Linked DNA regions of Mus musculus: region 1 is linked to region 2. Evidence: chromatin contacts called from public Hi-C data. All regions are on one chromosome and are shown on one strand. The core of a region is the stretch at or near the end of the contact, and the rest is flanking DNA. Distances in the headings are between cores, read along the strand shown.

What was found. Hi-C and Micro-C count contacts between places; a contact is called where the count stands out from the background.
Region 1: a contact with region 2 is called in a Hi-C map of liver, with 5 times the contacts expected there. The contact joins two enhancer-like sites.

The regions. Positions count from the first base shown.
Region 1 is chr2:65,545,958-65,550,805 of GRCm38.p6, forward strand. All of the region lies in intron 1 of Scn3a (sodium channel, voltage-gated, type III, alpha), which reads right to left. Among named protein-coding and RNA genes, the nearest start is that of Gm34833, 5.4 kb to the right of the region's middle. Within about 2 kb of position 1,539, at least 33 of the 459 cell types and tissues checked have an H3K27ac peak or open chromatin away from gene starts, as enhancers often do. A contact at or near this core is called in liver, where this site is marked.
Region 2 is chr2:65,116,184-65,121,333 of GRCm38.p6, forward strand. The region is part of intron 6 of Cobll1 (Cobl-like 1); the gene reads right to left. Among named protein-coding and RNA genes, the nearest start is that of Grb14, 96 kb to the left of the region's middle. Within about 2 kb of position 3,153, at least 41 of the 459 cell types and tissues checked have an H3K27ac peak or open chromatin away from gene starts, as enhancers often do. A contact at or near this core is called in liver, where this site is marked.

The DNA of each region.
Region 1 (4,848 bases), core at 289-2,788, 430 kb after region 2:
CTGTTTACTAATTTCCTGTTGAACAAGTGGATTTGTTCTTGTCTTTTGCTTCCCGTTGACTCGTATCATGGTGAGGAGGGCATTTTCCAGAGAAAGAAAGCCCAAGTTCAACTTGCCTTTGGAACAATCATCTAGGAACTAATAATTAGCTTACCGAGGCTGATGTTCTCTGTGACTTTGTCCTTATCAGATCACTTATAAGCTGAGGAGACAAGAGCCAACTAATGACAATTAAGCCAACCTTGTTATACAGGAATCAGCCTTACTGGCTTTAATAGCCCTTGACATGTCTTGCTGAATGTTTACAAACTGAAGTAGGTTTTGTGTGAGCCCCAGTGTGCTCTCCACTCTGGGTGCATCCTCCAAGCTCTCCTGCAATCAGTGCTTAAGGAAAAGGATATGAGACCCCATTCTGGCCAATGAACTTCGAGGACGGTTTGTCAGGGGGCAGGCTGTAAGTGCTGTTTACAGTGGCTGGAAAGGAACTGACTGGGGAAGGCATCCTGTCTGTCCTGCACCTTTCTGCATCCCAGTCGCATCCGCATCCGTAGCACTGTCTCAGCCAGCTTCCAAGCAGAGCGGATGCCACTTTGAGGGCAGAGCTGACACAGTGAGTGTGGCCGATCACACAGACATGTTTACCCCTGGGCTCTTGATGGACGGCTCAGCTCTTGGACCCAAACAACCTCTGCACTGCTTGTTATGTCCAATAAACATCCTCCCTGATGACAATCCGTTCAGACAGTTTTCCTAGTTAGTTGCTGCTGATATACCAAATAAAACAAGTACTCACTGGTCAGTTCAAAACTTAGCCAGCGCAGAAGCCAGCTCAAAACAAATACTAACCACCCATGTGGATGTCCTTTATCCGGTAGAGACAGGTGAGCTCTGGCTCCAATTACCAAATAAATATAATAAAATCGAAAGTAAACACAATTTTAGGCAATTTATAAAATGCACAGAACGAATGTTCCTCTTACAGGAAAAAGAAATGTAGCTAGGTGAATTTTTTCTGGCTTTCCGTATCATTCCTCGCCCCAAGGCCATGCCTGCCACACCTTATCCATTTGTTTATTTAGAGAAACACACGGATGGGGGCCGGGGAGGAATGACACTTTCCTGCCTTCTTTTTGTTTGGGTAGAGCTGTCCTTGTTAGCAATAAAAATTTCAGTTTGCCTTCCACAAATACAAATTTTATTCTAAAGTAGTTAGGTACCTTTGGGAGTCACAGCACCTCTGTTTGGAAAAGCTCCAGGCCCCGTCTGGGGAGTATCTCATTTGTTCTTACAATATCCCTTGAAGGGATTCTGTGGTTTTTTTCCCCCCAGCAAGTCATCCTGCCACGAATCCTTGACAGATAGGTCATTGCTGACTAACTCTGGTGTGCTAGACTTCAGCTCTCCGGCTTCATCATCATCTGTGTCAGAAGAGAACACAGTGAAGTTAGCCAAGTACGCTGGCCACAGGCAGTGTGGTGGTGTCTGTCTCTGGATCCTGGGTTGGAGACTTGGTTTACCTGGGGCTTTTGATCAGGAAAGCAGACTTGATGCCAAGCTGGCCGTTTGATCTTTGTAGACAGCATGCCCTGGCATGCTCTAGTAAGCAGGGGCCAGGAACCACTGCCAGCATCCTAGGGTGCGGGTGGGACTCTCTCTTCCAGCTGCTTTGGTTCATTCAGTCTTTCTAGAGACTGGCAGGTGAAGGGCTCTGCCTGCCTACCACAGCTTCCCTGTCTCCTCTCTGCTTGTACTCCCTCCCCCTTTGCTTCTCTTCCTCCAATATCTCAAAGAGCACAGAGGGAGCTAAGACATCCCCATCCCTTCTCTAGCTTCTCTCACATTTTCTCTCCACCTGAAAAGCTGTTTCATTGAACATTAAGATAACACGAAGCATATTTAATGGCTTCTAAAGGTAACTTTTAGACAAGCACTTTAAACCAGAGCACTGTACAAACCTAACATAACCATCTGATCTTGCTCTCCTTCTATTAGTCGTGGCTTATCACAGGCTAACTCAGTGAACATGACTCTACCAAACAAGGTAACTAGCCTTCTCTCAGAAATTGATCATTTAAAATATTACCTGCCTGAGTTCTCTTTCACAACATTCACAGAGCCTACTAAGAAATTCCCATTTTCTACTTTCTGGCAAAAATTTAAATCCTTGTTTTAAAATTTCATAACATCTATTAAAATTTCTGTCTCTAGATGAATGCTCTCCAAAGCTACCAATCTTCTGCTCTATCCTGTCACCAGACACAGAATATTATTAAACCCTCTCAGCGTCTCTCAGTGACTTAGAGTCACTTTAGCCAAGACTGGAAACGCCTCTGTGACCTGACCTGTACTTTCCTCTCCAGCTGCTTACTTTGTGGTACCAACAGAGTTGCTCTACTGTTCTCTGGGTATAGGACAACATTGGTGTCACCTCACCAAGCCAGCTGATAGTTTTATATATGCAAATGAGGACTGTATCTTGAAACTTGGCTTTTTTAGAATGGGGTTAAATGATATGTGTGTGCTCATATACACATATGTGAATTTATGTAAATCGAGTTTTCCATAAAAGCTGGAAGTTTTTAGTAGCATTGGTAATATTAATAGTATCACAAATATTATTTTTCTCAACAATACCCTTGTGATACAGGCTAGATATGGAGTGTCCACCAAAGACCCACTGATGGAAAACTTGGTCCCTAGCCCATGGGGCCATGGAGAGGTCTACCAGGAGGAGCTTTGGTTATTGGAGTCATAGCTTTGAAGGAGATATTGGAAGCCTGCTCTTCCCTCTTCCTGTCCCTATTTCTGACCATTACGAGGTGAACATGCCTTTACGCCAGAATTTGAACATGCTGAACTCTGCCATCACAGGCCCAAGGCCACGGACAGGGTTATACAAACATGGACTCCAGAAATGAGCCCAAGTGAAACATGTGATCTTTTAAATCGATTTTCTCAGGAATCATGTCCAAGTGTCAGAAGCATAATATACACTACCAGACAGCAACGTGCATACCCTGACTTCAGCTTTACACTGAAATTACAGCCATCCAAAAAAATTGCTAATGTTTTCGCCTTCCCAGACACACTGTTTCTGAACATTGCTTTCTTTGACTTCACAACTCACAGGTAATTTGATTTTAAATACTCTGGCCTCTAGCTTGACATATAATAAGAGTGATTTTAAATAACCAAACCATCAACTTAGTCATATTTCTCAAGTCTTTGAAAGGTCTTCACCGGGGGCATAGTGAGGTGGGGTGTGAACAAAGAAGACGTGAATCTCAGTGCACCCCTAAAGCCCAGCCCAGTAGTCTCTGGCTCACTTCTGGTCTCTCTCTTCCCCATTCTTAGGAAGCTGCATTTGCAAACTGGAGGAAATGTATCTGCTGGCTTTGGCTACAAGTGGGAGGACAACCTCATGTACCCACCAAAAAGAGCAGTGATTGTTACATGTGGCCTCCCACTCTGATTTGTATTTTGCATCCTTTTTAAAAAAAATTAGTATTTTAAAGACAGGGTCTCATCTAACCCTGTTTTTAGCTCCTTATGTAGCTAAAGCAGACTCAGCACTCCAGATAGGCTGTCTCCTAGCTCCTGATACTCTGTGATAATACATATGTGGCCATGTCCATCTCTGTTTTCCATCTGGAGACAAAGTGTCACTCAATAGCCAGATCAGACTGTCTTGACATCATCATACAGCTCAGGCTGGCCTTGTACTTGCCATTTGGGTTCTGTCTTCCGAGTGTTTAGATTACAGGTCTGTCACAGCAAGCCTGGCTACATTATATCATAATGTGACTTCTATCTCACTTATTTTCAAAAGGGAGCCTTGGTTTACAGACTGGGATATAAAATTAAACACATGAACTTCAATATAGGAATCAATTAAGTCAATGTTTATTTTTTTAAAAAAATCATTTTAGTTACTTTGTGCACATGTGCACATAAAAAAAGGGTGCTGGCCACAATGGTGTGCATTTGGAATGAGGCCAACACGGCACACTCCTAGCATGTGGATGTTGGCTTGAACTCAGGCAGTCTCTGTGGCTTTTATCTGCTGACCCATATCACCAATTCTATTATTTTTTTAAAAATTGTTTTATTTATTCTTTTGTGTCTTGGGGTGGTTTGCCTGTATGTATGCCTGGATAATTATGTGCATGCTATGCCTCCTGAGGGGAGAAAAAAGTGTCAAGGTCCCCCCCCCCCCCAGGACTAGAGTTACTGCCAGTTGTGAGCCCCTATGTGGGCTCTGAGGATTGAACCTGGGTCCTCTTGAAGAGTGGTCAGTGCTCTTTATCAATGAGTTCCAGCCTCTAGGGTACTTTAAAAATATAATTCCTTTTTTTACTTAGAAGAGAGAGAGAGAGAGAGAGAGAGAGAGAGAGAGAGAGAGATTTCCAGAGGTAGGATGGGGTACAACAGGCTCCAAGTATTTGCAGTTATATACAAATTTCCAAAACTCACGTAAAAGAGACAAACTTGTTCTAAGAACTAAACTGGAAAAGTGAAAGTTTTCTTAGCACATATCCTAAGAGACAATGGGCAATGCCCTCAGTAGGCATCCAAAGTTAATTTAGCAGAGGCTCATCTAAGGCTTAATCAAGTAAGTCTGCTACTGAATAAAATTAGTTCAGAACAGAGAATTTCATTTAGAAAGTGATCCAATGGTTCATAAACATTGCTCTCATGTGAATGAAGCGGCATGTCAAACCGAGAGAGACTCCTTAAACAGTGAGTCTACCTTTGAGCCAATTTTATTAAAACTTCAGCATTCTAGAAACTTCCCTGAGAAACCACATTGCATAAATGAGGAAGTGGTAGCTCAAAGGGCATGATGGG
Region 2 (5,150 bases), core at 1,903-4,402:
CTCTCCTAGGAGAGAACAGAAATCGAGTCCTACTGGAATCTGACTTGGAATCAACTCTAAAACCCAACTGTGTTTATGCTCTGCATCCAAGGTTGGGTTATTGCATAAAAACCCCCACTAAGTCACTGCAGCATACCATGAAAGACTCCAGTAATAATTAAGGTTTAACACTAGTCTGTTACATCTTGGCAACGAGTAGATAAATGTGTACTGCCGCATAGACATTTGAACAATTTCATAACCATGCCTAATTAGAATGAACTGCTTACAACTCTCTAGTTTCAGTATCAAAATTCATTTCCTTCAGTCAAATCATGACAGGAATTTTAAAAGAAGGTCTGAGGTTAAATTGTTTTTAAGTCTGAAGGGTTTGCAAAATGAAAAGAAAGCCAGATTTCTAACTCCCTAGGAGAGCCTGCCTTGGCTAATCATTAGCTACTCAATTCTACGCTCTAGTTAAAGCCACTGATAAGGCTGTGCACTATTAGTAAGCCTTGCAACTGAAACAGGAACACACTCCCACAAATGTTGTGACCCGTGTAAAGGGAAATATTACAAGAAAAAATAGGATATGCTGGTGAAAGAACATGGTAAGGTCAGATGGGAACCCATAGCAGATAGACCATCTGAATCCATGCCTAGATTAGCATTCACTTACTTAAATGACATAAAATCTAACAGAAGAAGGCAGAATTAAGGCAGTACTGTAGCCCACAGCAGTACTGAGGACTGGCTCTGGAGATGTTAGTAGCTTACATATTAATCACAGGTACACCATAACATGGGCAGTAAAATCAGCAAATCCTGCATGAACCAGAAATACAGGGGGGGAAATGTTCTAAAGAGGAGAAACAGTGTAGCTCAACTGCAATGATGTTGCAAAATGTTCTAATAGGAGATCTTGGATTATATCTGCTTTTAGGAATATTCTTAAATTTGGGGAACGGTGGGTTTAGCGGGGACTTAACCACTTGAAATGGTCTCTAATCTTAAAATTCCCTTTCTTCTTCAAGGAAAGTTTAACATTATGCTCAGCTAACCTTTTCAACAGCATAAAATCTATTAAATATCTTATGATTGACATTAGGCTTATGCAAATATACTATGAATATGTCCCAACTTCACGTATGACTGATGGTTGAGTTTTAACTCTTGGTGGAAGATCCCTAAATTAATTTTACAAGTTAGACACACAAGTTGGTTTGAAATATAATTATTTTGAATGTAATTATTTCATAATTAATGGAATATAGAAATATGAGAAATTGAATTTGCAAAGTAGGTATGCTCTGTAAGCAAGTTTTTTTTTTTTTCAGTAATAAAATCAATATAACTGCATTGGAACAAAAGCAATGCTTAAAATGAAAGGGAATTTTTTTTTAAAGAACAATTGTTGTATATCCTAACAAACACTGGTCAGCCCTTTGAGGTTTTGCTGTTTATTTTCTCAAGTGTAATTTTTACAGCTGTATAAACACATGCAAAGAGAACTGCCTTTATACTGGATGGAAACATACATGCCACTTGTTTGTCATTGAAGCTTTTTAGAAATAAACTATTTCCAGGTAAAATATGGAAAAGCTTTTTCCAAAGATCTGAATCTCTGCTCTATAATAGCATATTCTCTGGAGAAAAACCTATTATTTTATTATTATCTACCTAAGCCCATATTAAGAGTTCTCCTTGATAGCATGGAAAGTCTTACCTTGTCAGGATTGACTCAGATTATCAACATCCAAGTGAAGGAATGGGTAAACAGATGTGACCTATCAAGTACAAGCAACTGGGCTGAGCAAAAGACAGGAGACATCAGGTACAGGGCCTGCAGCTCTTCAACCTACACTATGTGAGCAGTCATCTCCTCTGCCAATTTTAACACCACTCCTATCATTCTTCTGAAATAAGTACTACGGTAGAAGCCAATAAGATTAGAGCTAGATCATCCAGAAGGTGTTCCATGTGGCATCAACACCATTAGCTTGTGACTTTTTGTTCCTAATTAAAGTTAAGGCCCTCCAAGGAATTCCACGTGGCTGTGTTGGTCACAAGATTTGTATCAAACATATCTTGTGCAAAATTCATTATTAGTTAACAGTGACATTTATATCCTCTAGTTAATAAGCTCAGCAAATGAACACATTTTTCTCACACTCTAAGCCTTCCATTTCTTTGTTGCACCACAAGGTGCTTGTGTGGATTCCTGTGTTGCAATAAGTGCACACAGAAAGATGCCAGGTGTTAAGTCTTCAATGTTGCTATCATACATTGGGTCTCAGGAGTCATTCAATAGGAGTAGCTGTTGTGACCTGGTTACCACCAACCAAAGGTCCAGACTACAGAACTTTTTTTTATTAGGTAGAAGCCAGCCGTACATAGTTTTGCAATATAAGAACTTGAAGATTCTGGGAAATTTAGTTAGAAAATTTTATTCCTCAGAGAAAAAGAACACAGCAATGGACAAGTTCATTTAGTGTGGAAAGTTGATGGAAAGACTACAGCAGAGAGTAAAAACACCACAGAGTATCTAGGAGAGCCCAAGGTGACACAAGACACACAGAGGTTGAGCAGTTTCCATTTACATGCACACTGGCCCTTTTTTTGTGCAAAGAAAAAAAAAGACAAATTTTTAAGCCTATGCTATTTATGCCTTTGACAGACATGTACATTCTTCTTCTTCAGACACATCAGTGTTTCCGTCAGTCCCACCCTCCCCTCACTCACTGAGCTCTATTTATATAATCGTGGCTTGCTAGTGACAATCTTGGTTTTAACATTTTTAAGCCCAAAGATGAGAACTGAGCTCAGCCGTACATCTTCTACGAACAAGAAGAAAGTAGAACCTAGGATCGATCCAAAGTAAACGAGAATACATGGTGAAGATCGTGGTTCCCTGTAATCCGAACAAACTGGACTGACATGTTTCTAGGCACAGGTGAGGAGAACACCTTACAGATGAGCTGAACTTAGAACCCATGCCAAAGTCAAATGACAGCCAAAGTAATACACTGGGGGAGGAGGGCATTTCAGTTCAGCCCAGAGAGAAAGCCAAAGCTATCAAGAAAGCTTTATCCCTCCCTACACACTCATACCACGGCCATGCTTCCTCTGACCTGGCTACTGTTACTGCATGCTGCTGAGTAGAGAAGGGCACACCTACTCATGCAGCCTTCAACACCAATGTAGGCCAGAGGCTATGTAAGCCTTGGACTTCTGACTTCAGTGTTCTGCTGTGACCTAGTGTAAAGCTTAAGGCACAGGCAGCCTTTTGCTTACTGATAGACAAGGAAGAGAAACGTGTATTCAATTTACAAATGGTCAAGAGCTCTTGTTCTTTGAAGATTTTTCTTCTTTAGAGGTTAAAATATAATTAGCAGGTCCCTTTACTTTTAGGTTTGAAGCACACCTGAAAGTGCCAACAGAGGGCTTGAGTGTAGATTAATGGAGTGTTCTCTGTAGAAGTTGGCCTGGAATAGGAAAACTAAACACATAAGCAGGCGCCGCTGCCTCGCTTTTCGTGGCCATGACTCCTTAACAAACCTTAGAAAAGTTACAAAGAAATGATGCACATTATGCATGGGAAAAAGGAAAGAATATACTGTGCTGGTAGATTTTTTCAGATGCATTAATCCACTCATAGCTTTGGAAGTAGAGCCAGATGTACTCATATATCAAGCTGCAACTGTCATGGTAACCACAGTTCCTAGGCAACTGTTGAACTCCGTGTGGGGTCCACTTTCCATACAATAAATACAAGACGCGAGCAGGAGAGAAAATAAAGTGTTACATGATAGCCCAAATTAAAAAAAAAGCAGGAAGAGAAATATTTCTTAACGAGTACAAATACATAATCTATTACAACAGGGAGTACAACCTTAATTGGTCTGCATAAAATAACTGGAAAAATTCACCAAGTAAAATAAAAAACAGATGTTTACTTGCTTCATGGGCATATCATCTGCTTCTAAACCAAATTAAGTAGGGAAAAAAAATAAAGATAAAACTGTGTAAAAGAGGCATGCAAAGCATTCCTAAAAAATTGAGTCAGCCACTGAAAAACGAATACTCTGGGTATTAAGTTTCACTTGCATAATATCAGATGGCAGGAAGTCTTGGTTTCCCAATATTCGAATGTTGTCTGTGGCAGCACACACATTGAGACCAAATGAAATGCTCAGTAGAGGTTATCCCTTTACTGTGCTTCCAGCCACAAACCTACCCCAAGGAGGTTACACACCATGCCAGTGGCTGGGGACAGTTATTTACTGTTGAATGCAGAGGACTTGAAGCAGTAAAGCCACACTAAAGGTGGGAGTCAAAAAGTCTCCAAAGGTTTTGGGAATTCTACAGGTGGAGATTTCCAACAATTTCTTTTAAACTCTTCCACTTCCACTTGAAACATAAGTTTAAGAGACCAACTGATGGAAACAAGGCAGTCCTCTGCCGACTGATTTTGCTACAGGTGTCCTCAACAGACAGTAAATGGTTCTAGGACTCAGATTTCTATACTTAGTCTTATTCCCCAAAGCTGTCGATGTCATTTTGTTGACAATCTTACTTCATATGGTTACACGCACTTCATATAGGGATACAGTTACTGTTCCTATATATAACAAAAAAGGCCAAATACCATAGACCTTGTAACACAAATGACATTTCAAATCACGAGAAAAAGTCTGTTTGATAACACGTTCAAAAAGTTCTAGGAAAAACTGCTAGAAAATTTCTAACTGGAAATTCATTTTGAATTAAACATTTTCACAGGATATAATATATTCACCTATACAGAGAAAGTGGCATGAGGCTGAAAATGATGCCAAAGTGTACAGAAAATTTAGGGACATGAAAATTAGCACACACTGAAATGGAGCTTCAGTGAAACTTATTCTTTAGATGGACTGTCAGATGCAGAAATTCTACACAGGTCTGTGAACTTGGATCGTTAATGGACCACTTTCGGGAAGAGCACACACAGCAACTGTCAAAACCAGCCTGAAAGTCAACAGCCAGCTATGTGAATAATTCCAGTGTATGTTCCAAAATCACTATCCAAATATCTCCATTTGCCAATGTTGAGAAATGCCCTAGAAGAATGAAGCAAGTTATCAAATGCAGACAGCCAAAAGTGGAAGAGACGTGGCCAACACTTTTTC